Linked DNA regions of Mus musculus: all the other regions are linked to region 4. A link is a contact called in public HiChIP or PLAC-seq and promoter capture Hi-C data. All regions are on one chromosome and are shown on one strand. The core of a region is the stretch at or near the end of the contact, and the rest is flanking DNA. Distances in the headings are between cores, read along the strand shown.

Region 1 (3,042 bases), core at 196-2,695, 310 kb after region 4:
GAATTGACTTCTTTAAAAGATAGATATTATTGAAAGTATGAATAGGTACAGTGTCTTTCAACAAGAGCAGGCCATTACCTTGTAGGCAAATACAGCAAACCAGTAGCCAACATCAAATTAAATGGAGAGAAACTTAAAGCAATCCTACTAAAATCAGGGACTAGACAAGGCGGCACACTTTCTCCATAACTATTGAAGTCCTAGCAAGAGCAATTCCACAACAAAGAAGATCAAGGGGATACAAATTGGAAATGAAAAAGTCAAAATATCATTATTTGCAGAGGATATGATAGTATCTATAAGTGATCCTAAAAATTCTACCAGAGAACTCCTAAACCTGATAAACAACTTCAGTGCAGTAGCTGGATATAAAATGAACTCAAATAAATCAGAGGCCTTTCTCTACAGAAATGATAAACAGGATGAGAAAGAAATAGGGAAACAACACCCTTCACAATAGTCACAATTAATATAAAATACATTGGTGTGACTCTAACTAAGGAAGTGAAAGATCTGTATAATAACTTCAAGTCTCTGAAGAAAGAAATCAAAGAAGATCTCAGGAGATGGAAACGTCTCCCATGCTCATGTATTGGCAGGATTAGTATAGTAAAAGTGACTATCTTGCTGAAAGCAATCTACAGATACACAGCAATCCCCACCAAAATTGGAACTCAATTCTTCACAGAATTAGAAAGGGCAATTTGTAAATAAATCTAGAATAACAAAAATCCTAGGATATCAAAAACTATCTCAACAACAAAAGAACCTTTGGTGGAATCATCATCCCGAAACTCAAGCTGTAGTACAGAGCAATTGTGATAAAAAACAAAAACAAAAACAAACAAACAACCCCCTTCATGTTACTGGTACAGTGACAGTCAGATCAATGAAGCTGAATTTAAGATCCAGAAATAAACTCACACATCTATGTCCACTTAATCTTTGACAAAGGAGCTCAAACCATCCAGGGGAAAGAGGACAGCATCTTCAACAAATGTTGCTGGCTCAATTGGCGGTTAGCATGTAGAAGAATGCGAATTGATCCATTCTTACCTCCTTGTACAGAGCTCAATGCTAAAGGCCAAGAGAACAACTTGTAGAATACACGAAAGAAACTTAGCCTGTCTGACTTTGGCATCCTGCTAAGGGTGTTTCTATACACAGGACCCTGCTCGAAAGGTTTTGTGAATATTCAGCCCAGATAGTTAAGTTATGCAAGAGCCACCGTTGGGTCCAGAAGCGGCTAAAACCACGAGGCAACTCGCAGGTGCCTGCATGTAGCTGCTGGTTCCGACCCAGCCTTCCGTAGGACCCAGCACACCCGATCCCGCTCCTCACCTCTGTGGGAAGTGACAATATCCTCATCATGTCGCACTTTCAGAACTTGCCTGAGTTTCCTTCACAGTACCCAGCAGCACACAGGACAAATCACTTAAGCCTGCTTAATTACAGGGAACCAGCGAAAAGAATTCCGGAAGAACCACCCTCCTCTTATGACTGGCAGATCCCACAGGGAACCAGGAAAATCCCTTCCGGAAAAACCACCCTCCTCTAAGACTGTCAGATCCTCCTTCATGCCGTGATTGGCTAGTAAATCCTGAGTGACAGGAGCAACTCTCTCAGGGTGAGAGGGTGCAAACGCAACTCGGAATAGTGGTTCAGTGCACAGGTTTCCAATCTAGACGCACACCTATTCTAGATCAGCAGAGATTTGTATTTTGGTAGCAATTGTCCCAGGTTTCCGATAGCGTACACCCCAGCTATTGCCGTCCCTTCTCTCCAGCTCACCTCTGATTGGCTGCCTGCTCCTCCCCATTGTGAGCTGTGACTTTGTTCTCCAGAGCCAGGACTCAAATTCTGACCTGTGAGTCCACTGCCCTCAGAAGGTGCTTCCTCTTATTGCTAGTGGAATGAAGCATATTACTAAAGTTGCAGTGGAGTGGATAATCTGTCTTACAAGTGGAAGGATGCCCAGTTTAACTGCTAGTTAAAGAGTGACTTTAAGAAACAACGTTTTGTATTGTGGCTTCTTACTGGGTTCTGGTAAATTGCACAAACTTTCCAGCTGGAGCTCTATTGTTATTCTATAATCTACTATTCTATTGTCTATTCCTCAGTAGGAAAGTGCCAAAAAATAAAATAAAATCTCAACCCAAAAACACAGGTGTACTAGGAAAATGCTCTAGGGTCTCTCTATGTATGTGGAAAGTAGATTTATTAGTATGGCTCCCAAGCTGATAGCCAACTCTTGCAACTATAACTCTATACCAATGGGAAGTTGAGCAATCCAGTGGTTGTTCAGTCCATGTGGCTGAATGTCTCAGCTGGTTTTCAGTATATATCATAATATGTATAGGAATAAAACGTAACAGCTGTAAGGAACCTAGAAACATGTAACGAATACATGTAATCATAAAAGTCGCCACAAAATCCATACGGGTGGTAAACCTTAAGCATTTAAAGAATGTGGGAGAGCTAGCACTACAGTATCCCTGACTGAAGACATAAGTATTTGTATGCCAGCCGGGCATGGTGGCGCACGCCTTTAATCCCAGTACACAAGAGGGAAAAGGCAGGCAGATTTCTGAGTTCGAGGCCACCCTCATCTACATCCAGAGTGAATTCTAGGACAGCCAGTGTTACACATAGAAACCCTGTCTCGAAAAATAAAATAAAATAAAATAAAAATAAAGAAGAAGAAGGAGAAGGAGAAGTAGAACACAAAGACGATGACAAAGAAGACAAAGAAGGGAAATATAAGACTTAAATAGTTTAAAAAAGAAGCATAAGACTTAAGATATAGGACTAGATGAAAAGGAACAGAGAGGTCCAACCATCCATTGAACCCCATTTAAATCATTCCAGGGCTTCCCAAATCCACCTTCCTCAAATCTACCTTCCTCAAATGAACATATGGAGAAATATAAAATTGATATGTTTCCCAAAACTTAGGAATCTCATAGCTTTCAAATGGTCTGAATATGTGAAGGCATACAAATCCAATTCCACTATTTGGTCAAGAAGCATATTTATGCAGTC
Region 2 (3,147 bases), core at 571-3,070, 370 kb before region 4:
TTACTCTTTGCCTTTACATCTGCTAATTTTTAATATGATTCATGTGCCTACAGGATTGTTATGGCAAAAGTCACCTCTAATGTGGATACATTTAAGGATTTCTCCTAAATGTAATATCTTGCCATATTATGAAGCAGTAGCCCAGATTATTATCATTGGAAGGAAGCAGGCACTAACTTATTTTGGCAAAGAGCCAGATATTATTGTTCAGCCTTACAGTGTGAGTCATGACACTTGGCTGAAGCAGTACAGTAGAGATTGGTTGCTTGCTCAAATAGGGTTTAAAGGAACTATACACAGCCACTACCCTCAAGATAGGTTGATAAAATTTTTTAATGTACATGAGGTGATATTTCCTAATATGACCTCTTTACAACCCTTACACAATTCTGTTCTGGTGTTTACTGATGGCTTCTCTAAAGGGCAAGCTGGATTTCTTATAAATAATCCACAGGTAATCATAAAGACTCCTGGCCTCTCAGCTCAATTAGCAGAATTAACAGCAGTACTGAATGTCTTTCAGTCTGTGCATGAGGCTTTTAATATTTTTACTGATAGTTTATATGTTGCACAATCATTACTCTTATTGGAGTCCTGTGGTACGTTTAACTTTAATACACCAGCAGGATCCCTGTTTTCACAACTACAAAACATCATTCTTGCCCCAAAACACCCATTCTATATTGGCCACATACGGTCTCATTCTGGTCTTCCTGGACCTTTAGCTGAAGGTAATGATTGCATCGACAGAGCTCTAATAGGAGAAGCCTTAATTTCAGATCCTGTTGCTTTGGCCAAGCGTGATCATGAAAAATTTCATCTCTCTAGCCGTACCTTAAGGCTCCGACATAAAATTACTAAGGAGCAGGCAAGAATGATTGTAAAACAATGCCCTAAATGTATTACATTGTGTCCAGTGCCACATTTAGGGGTTAATCCACAAGGTCTTATGCCTAATCATATCTGGTAAATGGATATAACTCATTATACAGAATTTGGAAAATTAAAATATATACATGTTTTTATTGATACTTGTTCAGGATTTATTTTTGCTTCTCTGCATACTGGAGAAGCCTCCAAAAATGTAATTGATCATTGCCTACAAGCCTTTAATGCCATGGAATTGCCTAAACTTATTAAGACAGATAATGGGCCATCCTATTCTAGCAAAAAATTTTGCTTCATTTTGTAAAGAATTTGGCATCAAACATAAAACTGGAATTCCTTATAACCCCATGGGACAAGGAATAGTTGAACGTGCTCATCGCACTTTAAATAATTGGCTTTTAAAAACAAAACAAGGGCAGTTAAATCTCCCAATGTCACCAAAGGCACATCTTGCTTTTGCTTTATTTGTTCTAAACTTTTTGCAAACTGATGTTAAATGTCAGTCTGCAGCGGATTGCCACTGGCATCCAGTTACTTCTAGTTCTTATGCCATGGTAAAGTGGCGGGACCCATTAACTAACGAATGGAAGGGTCCATACCCGGTCCTAATCTGGGAAAGGGGCTTGGTCTGTCTTTTTTTCACAAAAAGAAGATGGAGCGTGATGGCTGCCTGAGAGATTAGTTCGTCAACTGGACACAGACCCTGAATCTTCTAGTAAGTATGACTCCAACCTTCATTATGGCTAGAAATCCTCTTTAGCCGAAAAGTTAAATTGGAGCACAGCCTCCACTCCCAGGGAAGCTGTAGCCTTTCTGCAATTCTCAATGTCACCTCCCCCACACTGGAAGCTCTAAGTCTAAGCCTGATCATTGCTAATTTGCAATTGAATGGAGTACCTTGACTTCCCCAAAAGAAACTTTTGTACTGTGCCTTTCACTGTCTCGACCTTGTTTTTCAAGCCGGTCAGTCAATGCCCTTCAGCCTGACTGCAGCAGGTGTACAGCCTTGCCTCCAACAACGCAGGTGGCAGTTGTTAATCTTCATGAAGAAGCATTCTAAGTACATATCGTGGCTTTGGTCTGAATTGGGAGTAAGGTGTGCTAATGAGGGCCTGACAGTCAATGACGGGCACCCAGATCTCGGAGTCATACCAATCTAAGATAGGGGTACATGCCAAGAGGCCTGGCTGTTAATAATACACCACAGAGCCATGTTTTGTGTAAAATAAACACAAACAAGCTGCATGTACGTTCCTATGACGGATAAGGATGATTCAGGAAGATCTAAGATTTCCTAAGACAGGCAGAGCCGCCAGCCACCATAACTCCTGGGTGGGACTATGGAACATAAATACATTTTATGCCTCAGTCCAGTCTTTTTTTTTAATATTAACAACAGGGAGGAGATGTAACCTCCAACAAGCCTGAAGCAGGCTGAGCCGTACCTTGACTTTGCTGCCACTAAGGAGATTACCTAGGGTGGCGCCTTCTTCCCTAGATTACTCTATTGTTCAGCTACTATAGCTGTTCTTCTTCAAGATACTGCTACCTGCTGAGAGGTCCCGGAGCTATTCTGGAGACTACGCCCTATCCTGCAAGTCATCACCTGCAGCTGGTTCCAGGCTCCAAGGATGAATTGGCGGGAATGGCCTTTTATAAGCGCAGTCGCCATTAAACATTTGAACCTTGAACAGACTAGCATGTCTTGGTTCCATTATTCCTCAACCCTCCTAGGTTCCCTCTTTTCTTTCAGCTCCAGGTTGCCTCCCAGTCTTGAGCCTGAACATGTGAGCTGCTGGCCGGCTCGCAACACCAAAGCAGAAGTGGAAAAAAAGGGAACCTGTATTTACTGTTCATGGTACTGTAAACTGTTCCAACCACTATGGAAATTAAGGTGGAGAACTATTTTTTTAAGTTATATATGAAAGATAGAAACATAATTTTTTATTTTTATTTCTTTTAAAAATATATACATTTTATTTTTTATTGGACACTTTCTTTATTTACATTTCAAATGTTATCCCCTTTCTCTCTTTCCTCACCTCCTGGAAACCCCTTATCCCATCCTCCCTCCCTGTGCTTCTATGAGGGTGTGTCTCTACCCACCCACTCCCACCTCCCTGACCTTGATTCCTCTACTCTGGGGCATCTATCAAGCCTTCATAAGACCAAGGACATCTCCTCCCATTGATGCATGGCAAGGTCATCTTCTGCTACATATGGAGCTGGAGCCATATGTACTCCTTTGTTGATGGCTTA
Region 3 (3,300 bases), core at 295-2,794, 280 kb before region 4:
ACTTCTATTTCAATTTATGATTTGATTTTCTGTGTGAACTTTTGATGGACTTTATAACACGTGATCATTTATTCTGAAAGATGTTTAAGTGCTGAGGACAAAGAAGAATGAGGGACTGAGGTAAGAAGGACTGGGGTGAGAGGAATTGAGCTGTAAGAGGGGACTGAGCTGTAGGAGAGCTCAGTTGTAGCTGAGGAGAAGTTTTTAGAACACTTTTTAGACAGAACTGAACTCAACAAGAGCTTAGAAGCATAGGCAGAGCTTTGGAGAAAAGGCATTGAGAGTAAGAGCATTGTTGTGACTTCAGAGGAGGAGGGGAGAACATGATTAGAAGGAAACTGCAGAGTGGAATGACTTAGAAACTATAGATAACATAAAAAAAAAAACTAAGAAAGCAATGTGCAGGAAGCAAAGGGAAAGAGGAAAAAAGAAGCTGCAGAGAGCAGAAGGTGCAGGCAGGCTTCTCCTTACCATAGGACAGAACAGGTCTTTCTTAATAACAAGGCAGGCTTAGTCTTACTAAAAGGAACAGAGCTTTTTTTTTTTCTTACAAAAGTGGGTTTAATTCATTTATTATTAAAAGGGTACAAGCTTTTTCTTTCTCTATACGATAAAGATTGGAGTTCATTTTTCATCCAGAATGAGTGAGTTCTTTCTGCACTGGTGATTGGTCTTTTGTTCCATATGCAAATGTAAGAATGGATGGGTGTGTGAGTATGTATGTGAGAATGTATGCATGTGTGTGTGTGTGTGTGAGAGAGAGAGAGAGAGAGAGAGAGAGAGAGAGAGAGAGTATGTCATTGTGAGAGTGCATGCAAGTTGGGCCCAACTGCTTTGAATGGATATGTATAAGTGAGCATTATGAATCTGTATATTAACGTGAGATTATGCATATTTGCTTATGTAAAAGTTTTTCCTTCTGTGAGTGATATTCTCTTCTCCTGGTTCAAAAGAAGTTTACTGCTCCAAACTTCCCCCTAGCCAGACAAGCAAGAGGCATCTGGACAACAGGGGAAAGGATCTAGCAACTAATCCTTAATCTCCTGCTGTTTTAGGATGAGGTGCTAAGTGCCAGAGACTGCAGTCTCTGGCTTCAGAGGAACAAAGAAGGCAGGTCAGCTACAATAGCATAGTAACTTAGACTTAAATAAGTAAACTTTTTATTGTACAGCAACCCTAAATATCTCATAAGACAAAGACTTACCCCAGAATTTCGTAAGATGCTCTTCCCCTCAGCTACCTCAATAAGAACCAAAAAAGAAAGAACTCCGGCCCCACCCCACCCCCATTGGGGCTGGCCCCTGACAGGCAACTGCAAGAAAAATGTCTGAACAAAAAAAAAAAAAAAAAGCCTTTGGGAGTGGCGCTGATATCAAGCCAGGAACACCTCCACTTGGTGATCGGAGCACTCCGCCAGCGTCTAGTCCATTCATGTCTACATCAACAAATCCAAACTGCCAGTCTAGCAAAAAGACCAGCGTTGTGTATCAGAAACCGTTCCAGTCAGCCCCTGCCACAGTGAGAATGGCACAGCCGTTTCCTGCACAGTTTGCACCCAGAAGAAAGCTGTGGGAAGAGGACTCAGCCACAAGACATTTAGTCCTAGGTGTTGGCAAAGCAGAGAGCAGAGGTTCTTCAGTCCACACAGCGGTTTTTCTCTGAACAGCAACAGAGAAAACAGATAGGAGGCAAAGCCCAGAGAGTGGACAGTGATTTAAGTAAACCTGAAATTCTGACCCTCCTGGTACCTGCCAGGAAAACGTAGAAGAAAAGCCACCCCCTGCATCCACCATAACCACCAAACTTGTTAGAACTGGACCAATCAAACCTTAGGCGATCAAAACCAAAGGAACAAAATCTCATGAAGGTTGTGGTTTATTGGGAGCGGGTGGTCAGGGGTAAAGTGATCTGTGACATTATCCTGTGAGACACACAAGGGGCATAGAGCATTTTACACTGACAGAGCTGCTACACCAATTACAATGAGGCTCCACAGGCTCGCACCTCCTGTGTAACATTTGCATCTTCAGTTGGTTTATATTACAAGTGTGCATACAGTATAGTCCTATGGAGCACGAAACACCACAAGTAGGAAGAGAGAGTTGCTCAGCTGGACACTGGGTGGGCCCATTAATACAGCAGCTGTAGTTCTTTTGCTCCCTCGTGTTCTTTGGATGTGTGTATGGCTTTTCTAGGCTTGAAAGTAAAATGATGCTAACTGATGCTGGATAGAGGAGTCTTATCTTTTATTATGGCAGCTTGCCATTTTTGTAAAATGGTGATTCTGCTGAACACAATAAAGTGGTAACTGATTGATCTCCCCTTCTTCCTGGATGAGTGAGCAGATGATTAAATATTGATGTCAGCTTCCTTGAATATATTCAGATGAGCAACATATGGCTTCTGCTTCTATTTAAAATGATGCTGGGTTTGATTGTGGTCCAAAGTTTTGAAGCACTACTTGGCATCTCCTTCCTTGGAGGTCTCACCATTTAAACATAACAGATTTGATAACATGTTGGTAAGGTGAAGTCCAGCTTGTCTCCGCTAAGTCATCTTCATATGAATCCAGTGGTTATACAGTTTTGATTTAGGGATATTTCATTTTTTTAATAACGGTTTTTAGCTGACATTCACAGAGAGAATGAATTCTTAGAGTTGTGCTGCTAGTGAAAGGAACTCTAAGAGTGTGTTCCTTTACAGAGCAGTGTCACACCATCCTTTGGGCCCTCTGCTGGAAAAGTAGAATCAAGTCTCAACTCCTCTGTACCCTCTAGTATTATAGATGTAGGACAGTACCGTATCATACCTCTGTGAGTGTAAACAAGCCTGCACCTGCTTTATGATACGTAGTAGTGACTGTGCTTTGTCAGAGCTGTTTTTAATGATGTTGCTCAAAATGTTCTCTTTCCAGATAATTATTGAGAAGCTAATTAAAAAAAAAAAAAAAAGTGGTGCCAGGCACCACAAGAATAACAGAAAGTGGTGCCAGGCACCACAAGAATAACAGAACTGTGCTGTTTTCTGCAGTTTTGTTTTGTTTTTTTACTTTTTTTTAATAAAGTGTGCTTAATGTCTCTACAATTTTGTTCAAATGACTGCAGAATCTGGAAAAGTTGTTGCTGCTGTATTGACGGGTTTTTTTATACATAGTGCTATTACTGGTCTCTCTCTATATATATATGTATAAATTTTTATATATGTAATATATGTATAATATATGTACATACGTATATATAATTTGAATTTTTGAACCTTTAGCTGTGCTGTTAACTTTGGAAAAAAGTTCTCAGTTTACTG
Region 4 (3,041 bases), core at 238-2,737:
ACACAGCCCTTACCAAAAGTCAGCAACTCCTAAACAAAGCCTGACTCATTCTAACCTTACATAACTGTCCTGATTTCTGTGCCACAACACTAAAACTACAGAATCAGATTTTGTCATCTTCCTAATTAAAACATTCACAGGTCAGGCAGTGGTGTCGCACGCCTTTAATCCCAGCACTTGGGAGGCAGAGGCAGGCAGATTTCTGAGTTTGAGGCCAGTCTGTCTACAGAGTGAGTTTCAGGATAGCCAGGGACACCCAGAGAAACCCTGTCTTGAAAAACCAAAATAAATAAATAAATAAATGAATTAAAAAATAAATAAAAATAAATCACGGGCTTACACACACATCGTTTACTAGGCCTGCAAGGGCTTATATGGTTTGGTTCTCATTTTCCATGTATGTCCCCAACCATTATATCGAACCTTTCTCTTCTATGAAGACTCTCCCTCCCATCTCTGAGTTTTTGCTCTAATTTGCCTCTAACTCTCTCCAAGGACACCTCTTCTACAACTCTCTCCAAGGACACTTTTTTCTCCGGCAGTTAAGATTCATTGGTTCGGGGGGTGGGGACAAACTTTGTAGTTCGATTAACAGTAAAGACAAGATTCTTGGATTCTGTCTCCATCACTGTAAAACTCAAAGACAGTATCCTTCCAACACGTGGCTACTTTCTATTTCTTTATCCTTTGTTACCTTCACGGTACTTACTATCTGACTACATTGTTAACATATTGATTTGCTGGTCGACTAAGAGGCATCTCCTTTCCTCCTTTGTTTTGCACTCTGCTGTTATATTTGATAGAGAAAGCTGACTTTTTTTTTTTAACATTAAGTGTCTGAGTCTATTAGAGGACTTAACTCCCACCCTCCCCTAGTTTGGAAGCCAAAGATCAATGAAATTTCCCGGGCCACAGAGACGTAAGCACATCTGCAGCAAAAGAAGCTGAAAGGAAGAACCATGTTTAGTAAAAGATAGTTCTTTTTTTCACAAAGCTTCATGAAAATCAGACCTTGGTGCCCTTTACCCAGATCCCAGCCTCGGCAAACAATCCACAAATCAGAGAGCCCTCACTCAGCTCCCAGCGACCTTAGAATAGCAGGAGGAGGACGTCACCGAATGGATAAGCAAGAAAGGTGTACTCCTTACCGCAGTCAGAACTCTGAAGTCATCGCGGCTCATGTACCTAAGCTTGGCTACATTCACCTTCCCCATGCTTGCCCAGTTCCACCACGGACGCTCTCTGGGAAGACGCAAAGTTGCTGGGTAATCTCGCAGGCTTTCGGCGGCGACCTGCCCGCGCACGCGCCCTGTATTTAAGGTGCTTATCGCTAGGTAAGAACACGTGCTCAAGAAGCAGTAGAAAAATGCTATTTTTTTCTCGTTTTTGTAGCTAAAAATCAGGCAGAAGTGATTTTTCAGCCCCTAAATAAATAATTTACGTTTGACTGATTTGGCAAGTTGCAAATGTTTTACATAGTATGCCACGTTACTTTTCAGAGCTGCTAGGACCTGATTGGAATTAAGGCCGGACTTCCGCATGCAACAGTGCTTACGTCACGAGAGGGGCGTGTTTTATTCGTTCCGAGCCACGCCCACTTTTAGTGCAGCAACTGTGCACTGTAAAGTCAGGGAGGGAAATGAGTAAGCGAGACCGGAGGCCAGCAAAACCACTGAAAGGGTGGCCACAGAGCCGCACGCGCTGTCTCTCGGCAGCCCCACCCCTGTCCGGCGGAGGAGGGCCGGGTTAGGAGCTGCCCCGCTGGCCTGGGACGCTGATCCCAGGACGGGTTAGGAGGAGCTTCTGTACGTACTATCCAGTGCTCGCTTCCAAAGAAAGCGCGCACCTCAATGTTTCTTGGGTCCAGGAGCATTTGGGAGGCTTAACAAGACAATGTACCCAAGACAAAGACTTTTATTACCGTACCTTCATCCCGACAGCAGCAGCATAGTAACAAGTGTGACTCATGTGATATTCAGTACCTGTGTTTCTCATTTCACGAATTATCTATATTTCAGTCCTTTAAGCTGCAGATCTTCTCTGGTCAGCTCTTAGGTTAAGCTTGGGCGCTATAAGTGTCCAGTGTTATGATCTGCTTTATACTTGAGAGATTGCCAACGACTGGTGTGTAACTTTTTTTTTTTTTTTTTTGAGGTATGTGCAAACTTTAAGGACTCAGATTAAGATACCTTCGTGTTCCTTCCATACTCCACTCCTTCCAGTTTCCAAGAAACAATGTATTCATTTCCTCCTTTTGGAGAGTGGTGCTGAGTATCTTCCTGGAGTAAGCTCTTTCATAAAGCATAGGGGCAGACAGCAGGCTGTAGTGTCCGTATCGGTCCAGCTAAAGTAGTTGGTAATCTAAAATCATCAAATCGAAACAAAAGATCAATCCTTTTTCATCTCTATGTTCCTGTCTTTGGGGTCTTGTATGCTTGAATACAGGATTCTAGGCATATCTAATTAGGACTTAACTAATTAAGACCGTTGTACACAATGGAATTTTTCTTTCTACATTAACATTAGAACATGTGAAAACAAAAAGTTTGAAGCTTTGATTATCTGTCTTTCTGTCTCCTTTCAGCATTGCTCCACAGAGCCACCACTAATTGAGTGGGTTTGGATCCAAGTTCTGGAATATTGGGGTAATCACAGTCCAGATTTCTCATCTTTTCAATATTGTGGGTTTTTTGTTTGTTTGTTTGTTTTTTTAGTAATCAAGTCATTTATGAGTAAAGGATTTAAATTCAATCTTCCTTTCTCACCATACTTAGTGTGACTTAAGCCAGTGGTTCCCAACCATCCTAGTACAGCGGTCCTTTAATACAGTTTATTTTGTGGTGATTGCCAACAATAGAATTGTTTTTTATTGCTACTTCATAACTGTAATTTGCTACTGTTACAATTCTTAATGTAATGCAAATACTTTTTTGGAGACGGGGTTCCCAAAGGGGTCTGGACCCACAGCTGACTTAGCCTATTCTTCATCCATTCACCATTTATCAAATATAGATACCACTTTTTTTTTTCTAGGCTCTGGG

The links. Promoter capture Hi-C pulls out the DNA fragments that hold promoters and counts their contacts. HiChIP or PLAC-seq counts read pairs in DNA pulled down with a chosen protein or histone mark. Capture Hi-C pulls out chosen DNA fragments and counts their contacts.
Region 1: a contact with region 4 is called in a promoter capture Hi-C map of liver. The contact joins the promoter of Zfp960 here to the promoter of Riok2 in region 4. A contact is called at or near these places in 4 of 115 datasets of contacts at active chromatin or transcription factors (embryonic stem cells, extraembryonic endoderm stem cells and stem cell-derived neural progenitor cells) and 2 of 9 other capture datasets (adipose tissue and liver).
Region 2: a contact with region 4 is called in an H3K27ac HiChIP or PLAC-seq map of embryonic stem cells, with 11 times the contacts expected there. The contact joins the enhancer-like site here to the promoter of Riok2 in region 4. A contact is called at or near these places in 11 of 39 promoter capture datasets (the C10 cell line, the HPC-7 cell line, cranial neural crest and 7 more), 9 of 484 Hi-C or Micro-C datasets (the BV-2 cell line, the MC3T3-E1 cell line, brown adipocytes and 6 more), 15 of 115 datasets of contacts at active chromatin or transcription factors (the NIH/3T3 cell line, bone marrow-derived macrophages, double positive thymocytes and 7 more) and 3 of 9 other capture datasets (adipose tissue, liver and macrophages).
Region 3: a promoter capture Hi-C map of hematopoietic stem and progenitor cells shows a contact between it and region 4. The contact joins the enhancer-like site here to the promoter of Riok2 in region 4. A contact is called at or near these places in 10 of 39 promoter capture datasets (the C10 cell line, the HPC-7 cell line, cranial neural crest and 7 more), 3 of 15 datasets of contacts at CTCF or cohesin (CD8 T cells, the NIH/3T3 cell line and embryonic stem cells), 16 of 484 Hi-C or Micro-C datasets (CD8 T cells, the HPC-5 cell line, the HPC-7 cell line and 12 more), 26 of 115 datasets of contacts at active chromatin or transcription factors (the 230-238 cell line, CD8 T cells, the HPC-7 cell line and 16 more) and 4 of 9 other capture datasets (adipose tissue, liver, macrophages and 1 more).

The regions. Positions count from the first base shown.
Region 1 is chr17:17,062,506-17,065,547 of GRCm38.p6, reverse strand. Zfp960 (zinc finger protein 960) reads right to left here and starts at 1,445. Exons shown (of 4, transcript NM_001005358.2): 1 at 1,342-1,445. The coding sequence starts at 1,371.
Region 2 is chr17:17,738,799-17,741,945 of GRCm38.p6, reverse strand. No RefSeq gene overlaps it. Among named protein-coding and RNA genes, the nearest start is that of Vmn2r90, 36 kb to the right of the region's middle. Within about 2 kb of position 1,820, at least 5 of the 459 cell types and tissues checked have an H3K27ac peak or open chromatin away from gene starts, as enhancers often do. A contact at or near this core is called in embryonic stem cells, where this site is marked.
Region 3 is chr17:17,653,430-17,656,729 of GRCm38.p6, reverse strand. No RefSeq gene overlaps it. Among named protein-coding and RNA genes, the nearest start is that of Lnpep, 31 kb to the right of the region's middle. Within about 2 kb of position 1,544, at least 35 of the 459 cell types and tissues checked have an H3K27ac peak or open chromatin away from gene starts, as enhancers often do. A contact at or near this core is called in CD8 T cells, Th2 cells, double positive thymocytes and 1 more, where this site is marked.
Region 4 is chr17:17,372,778-17,375,818 of GRCm38.p6, reverse strand. Riok2 (RIO kinase 2) reads right to left here and starts at 1,487. Exons shown (of 10, transcript NM_025934.2): 1 at 1,149-1,487. The coding sequence starts at 1,214. It overlaps Gm36768 (predicted gene, 36768), which reads left to right and starts at 1,603. Exons shown (of 4, transcript NR_168690.1): 1 at 1,603-1,805; 2 at 2,585-2,645.